2 separate regions of the Columba livia genome follow, and region 2 is linked to region 1. Evidence: chromatin contacts called from public Hi-C data. All regions are on one chromosome and are shown on one strand. The core of a region is the stretch at or near the end of the contact, and the rest is flanking DNA. Distances in the headings are between cores, read along the strand shown.

Region 1 (2,700 bases), core at 126-2,625:
GAGCAGCTTTGCAATTCAGCTGGGCCATCGTTACTGCTGCGTAGCTGGCGGGAGCAGCGGGTTCGTACACTCAGCTGTGCCCAGGAAAATATATATATATATATACACACTAATGGTACTAATCTTTTAGAAAATCCAGTTAAGCCTTTTATACCAGCTTTTTGAAAAGCGATGCACACAACCTTATTCCCGCAGGAGACGCTTCTTTCACAAGTCTCCCCCATGTTCTTAAGGCTCTTCCCCGCGTGGGGACGTGAAGAGCAGTGTGTACCGTGGTGAGCCCTTGGCCGCACAGAGTCCTCCTTGTCTCTCCGGGTTTCTTTCCCCGGCCTGTCCGTGTCCCTGCCGCGGAGCTGCAGCTGCTCGGCTCCCCCGCACCGCACTGCGATGTGCCGGACGGAGCTCCAGGGAGCGGGCAGGATCGCTGAGACCTGCGAGTGTTTAAACAGGAACTCCACACCTATTTCACAGTATCTCCCTCCATTTTTACCCTTTGAGGGTTTAGCTGAGCTTCTTTATTATTTTAGGGGCTCTATTACTTGTCAGTACAGACCCGCCGGCTTCTCTGCGTCACAGGCAGCATGGAGGACACTGCCAAATTTTGCTTGGCTGGATTTAGTTTTATTATTTTTATCTTCCATGGCTTGTAAAAATGCTTTTAAAAGGCTGGACATGAGTCTTCACTTTCCCAACTGGCTCCACTTCTCCATTTGCAACAAATCATTACTTTTTTTCCCTTTGTCCAGAAAAGGGTTGAAATTAAGGGGCTTGTTTTAACCTATCTTAAATGAGTATTGTTCCGGTAATGGGTTCCGTTATTACGGGACCAGTAAGGGGAGCTCAAGTGTTGTTTACGGTAGGTCTAACACTAACGATGTCTGCTGGCTATTTGGTCTTTTTCAAGCTCACCTGCACCCAGAGCAGTGGTGCAGATGCACAAGATGCACCAACCTGCTGTTTCTCGCCGGTGGGGAGCGGGGATTGTTGCAAGATGCGGAGCAGAAGAAGGTGGGAGCAAACTCTCCCACTGGGAAAGGAGAGGGTGGCTGGTTCCCTCGGGTGCCAAGTGAAAGGTGCACAGGTGCTGGGGTCGCACAGGTGCCCTTGGCCAGGCCCAGCCGGGGGAAGCTGCTGAGCACCGACTACCTCAGTACACTGCGGAAAGAAGCGTTTTCGCCGCTGAATCCGGCTCGGCCGTGTGCCCTCCCGAGCTGCGGGCGAGGGGAAGGCGCCATCCCGGGAACCGGGGCCGCCGCAGCCCCGCTCCGCCCCGCTGGGCCCGGGCGCTCGCCCAGAGCCCGTGGGGGCGGGCGCTGTTCCCCGTCCCGTCCCGTCCCGCTCCGCCCGCGGGGGCCGGCGCGCCTGCGGCGCCGAGCCCAGAAATTGCAGCTCCGCGGCCGCGCAGCGCCTGGGCCGCCCCGCGGGGCTCCGCTGCCGCCGGAGGGGGAGCCGAGCCGCGGGCAGGGCGGGTGCCGCTTCCCTCCGCGGCGGGGACCGGATTAATCATTGCAGAGCCCTCGGCCGGCGGCGCGGGGCGGGCTCCCCCGCCGCACCTCCTTCCCCCGCAGCCTGCCTGCCGCGCTGTCCTCGCCGCCGCTCACACGGGGCGCACGCAGCTGCTCGCTCCGCCGGCTCCAACTTTTTCCGCCTGTTGCGCGCTCCGAGCATCGTGCCCGCCGCTCGCCGCCCGGCACGGCGCTCCGGCGGGGATGGGCGCCGCGGGGCAGCGCGGCTGGTAGCCCGCTGGGCGGGCGGGCGGGCGGGGGAAGCCTGCCGGTGCTCTCCGCTCCCGCCGTTGCCGCTGTGGCTGCCCCGCGCTCGGTAGGCATGGAGGTGCAGCTGGGGGTCGGCCGCGTCTACCCGCGGGCGGCGGGCAGGACCTTCCGCGGGGCTTTTCAGACCTTCTTCCAGAGCGTCTGCGAGGCGTTCCAGGCGCCGCGGGAGGAGCCGGGCACCAGCCAGCAGCAGCCGCCGGCGTGCGCGCCCTGCCCGCCGAGCCCCCGGCCGCCGCCGGGCTCGCCCGCCTGCCTGCCGCCCCAGGAGCCCCGCGGCGCCGGGAAGGGGATGCCGGTCGCCGGCCCCGCCATGGGCTCGCCCTTCCCCGGCTCCGGCGAGCTGAGGGAGCTGCTGTGCGAGGCGGGCGCGCTGCCGCTGCTGCCGCCGCCCGAGGCCGAAGCGGAGCCCAAAGAGGACCCGCTGGGCGACAGCGCCAAGCAGCTCTGCAGAGCCGTGTCCGCCTCCATGGGCCTGGCCCTGGAGGCGCTGGAGGCGCCGGGGGAGCCGCTGCCCCGCGAGGACTGCATGTTCGCGCTGCCCGCCGCGCCGCCCCGCGCCCCGCGCCCGCCCGCCGACCCGCCGGAGCCGCTGCCCGCCCCGGCCGCCTTCGCGGGCGCCGAGGCCGTGCTGGCCGTCGACGCGCCCGCCGGGCCGGGGCTCTACCGCGGCTCCCCGGGGCCCGCGGCGCGGCCGCCCGCCGGCTTCAGCCTGGCGCCGCCGCCCGCCCGCATCAAGCTGGAGAGCCCGCCGGGGCCGGCGGCGGGCGGCGGCTGGGCCGTTCCGTGCCGCTACGGCGCCGAGATGGCCCCGCCGGGCCCCGCGTCCTCCTGGCCCGCCTTCTTCGCCGAGGAGGAGCAGCTGTACGGGCCCTGCGCCGAGCCGCCCGCCGGGCCCTTCGGCTGCAGCCGCGGACCGGCAGCCGAC
Region 2 (2,700 bases), core at 127-2,626, 63 kb after region 1:
TTGGTACAGACACCATGCGCTCGGGCTCTGCTCCCGACTTCATCTGCCCCGCTCTGCACCGAGACAGGAGCAACACACCCGGGGCAGAGCCCCCGCCGAGCTCCAAACCCCCAGCTGGCAGCTTTGGCTGCTGGGGGCCCAGCGGGGCTGTCGGGGGCACACGGGGGCCGTTGGGGGCACAGTGGGGGCACAGCGGGGCTGCCGGTGCTCAATGCTGGGGTCTCTGTCCTTTGCGGGGCCAGCACACGTTCTCTGCTCCAGAACACCAAGTGCGGTGTGTTCCCCCTGCCCGGATTCAGAGGAATTTGCTGTGACATAACAGCCCATGATGTAAAAGCAGCAGCTCACGCATTATTAAAACAGCAAAGGATTACCTGCAGCAGGGCAGTGTTTTGGAAACATCAACCTCATTCCTGTATCTTGACAAGAGTCCAATATTGTTTTCCCCATGGATGCTTATACAGGTACCACACAAAGCTGTTCTGATGAGATGCTTTGCAACATCTGAAACCCATAATAAACCCCACCGCAAACTACTCTGCCTAAGATGGGGGTGCAGCCTCTGCTCTGCTTCTGCCTTCCAAATGAAAACCCAAGTTAAGCAACCTGAAGGTACAAAGATATTGACAGACCCTCGTAGTTAGAAGGTTTGTACAGGGAAGACAGTGTTTCCAGAGTTATCAACTTATCTAATTTAACCATGGCACTGAAACATAAGCTGTGGAAACAGGAATTGTCCACAAAGACTTCATGAACAGTTACTTTGTCCTTGGAGTGTTCATAATGCACCGTATCAACTACATCCCGCTCTTCCTCCAGGCTCATTTAGAGTGTTTGCTCATGTGTGAGCTGAAGACACTCTCAACTCTGACGCTGCGCTTACAAGCTCAATCTAATAAATGTCACCAACTTAATCTTATATCTGAAGAAATTAAAAGCAAGCAAAGAGATGTCTGGCTTAATTAAAGCTGTACCTGCAGCTCTTGGAGGTGGCAGTGTAAATGGCGTGTTGACTCAGCGGCAGCGCGGGCTGCGCGCGAGGGGCGGACCGGCTGGGGTGTGCAGCGAGTTGAGAGAGCACCCGACACACAAACGAGTCACTGTTCTGCTGCGGGAACCTACGACAAGCATTCGCAGAGACCTACACAGAGCCTGGCTTGTGATTTCCATGAGCTTCTCGTGTGGATGCTCAAAAGCCTCTCCGAGCCCTTTCATCTCGTTTCTCTGGTGGGAACCCCCGCACCACAACCAAGTCCTGTGCACCCATCTGGTCCCCGGGGGGTTGCTCCCACCCCACAACTGCTTTGGCAAGAACTCCGCTCTCTCAGCTCCGGCCTCATTTCCCCTTCCCAAAAAGGGAGCATCACCTCTGCATGGGGGCTGCCCTGTCTGCTGGGAGCACTGCCCTATTGCCCCACAGCCAACAACGGCCTTTAAAGGATGCTTTCCAACTTCCCATCCCTTTAAAGGATGGCTTCCAACTTCCCATCCCTTTAAAGGATGGCTTCCAACTGTCTTTTCCCCTAAAACGTAAGAGGTTGCTTGTACACTCTGTAACATCAAGCATTATGACAAGCTGAAGGACCAAACTCGCTCCTCCAAAGCGAGTGCTGTTAACAGGAGAGTGATCTGGGCCCTGGAATGCTGATCCAAATGCAAATGCTGCTCAAGTTTTAAATATCGAAATACAACTCTATCATCCTCTGCCACCCTGAAAACTCTAAGCCACTGTATCAGACAGCACAAGGAGAAAAGCACTAATACAGAAGTCAGTGGAATATTCTGGTTTTTCCCCTGTAGAGTGTCTCATCATGGACTGTGCCCATTGAAACGAGTTATGCTCCGGCCTGGCTCCTGCCTTCAGCAAAGGAACATGTAAAGGCCTGCCTGTAATCTCCAGGCACAGAATAGGTTATTTTTTTCAATAAAGATTCCTCTTGTTTAAAAAGAAAAGCAAAAATCCCTAGAGTCAGAGCTTCTTTCAGAACTAGCTACAGGGAAGAGCGAGGAACACAGCTGCAATACTTTGTGTTTCCTTCCCAAGCATTTCTGAGCAGTGTATTATACAAACCCCGCGGGCCCCGCGGAGACTCGGGCAAAAAGACCCGAGCTCCCTCGTTGCTGCAGCAACAGCTGATGGAGCGATGGAGCCGCCGGAGCAGCCCCTACCTTCCCAAAGTGCTCGATGAGGATCTCGACCACGATGTTCTGGAACTTGATGTTCATCATCGCTGCCACGGTGTCCTCCTGGGCCCGCATGAGGGTCGGTCCAAATATCACCCCCATGTTAGACGGGGACATCAGGTTCTCCCGGCTGTGCTCGCACACGCTGCAGAGAGGAGGGAAAGAGGAACAGGGCTTGGTTTGGGCTTTTTCAAACAGATCTTACTTCAAGCAATAGAAAACGATAGTGTAAGGATCAGTCATTCTGTTTTCTTCATTCTGTTTCAGCAGAATTTGTTTCCCAGCTCTCCCAGAGATAACACGTCTCTGGCTATGGCACGCATGTTTGGGAGAGCAACACGCCGACAGCATTTTATGTGTCCCTTCCCACTCCAGCTCCTCTTCTCACTCTGCATGAAAAGTCATCTGCGCAACACACACACAAAAGGAACCATTTAAATGGGAATATCCTGTTTATCCAGAACCGACTTTTGGTTTTAGTTTCTCCTTTGTCTGAAGGAGGAGGACTGAATGTGG

What was found. Hi-C and Micro-C count contacts between places; a contact is called where the count stands out from the background.
Region 2: a Hi-C map of crop shows a contact between it and region 1, with 1.6 times the contacts expected there. The contact joins the enhancer-like site here to the promoter of AR in region 1. A contact is called at or near these places in 2 of 2 Hi-C or Micro-C datasets (crop and liver).

Annotation. Positions count from the first base shown.
Region 1 is chr12:446,239-448,938 of bColLiv1.pat.W.v2, forward strand. It overlaps AR (androgen receptor), which reads left to right and starts at 1,376. Exons shown (of 10, transcript XR_010475586.1): 1 at 1,376-2,700.
Region 2 is chr12:509,060-511,759 of bColLiv1.pat.W.v2, forward strand. OPHN1 (oligophrenin 1) reads right to left here. Exons shown (of 24, transcript XM_065077311.1): 19 at 2,170-2,329. Among named protein-coding and RNA genes, the nearest start is that of YIPF6, 41 kb to the right of the region's middle. Within about 2 kb of position 1,377, at least 1 of the 3 cell types and tissues checked has an H3K27ac peak away from gene starts, as active enhancers do.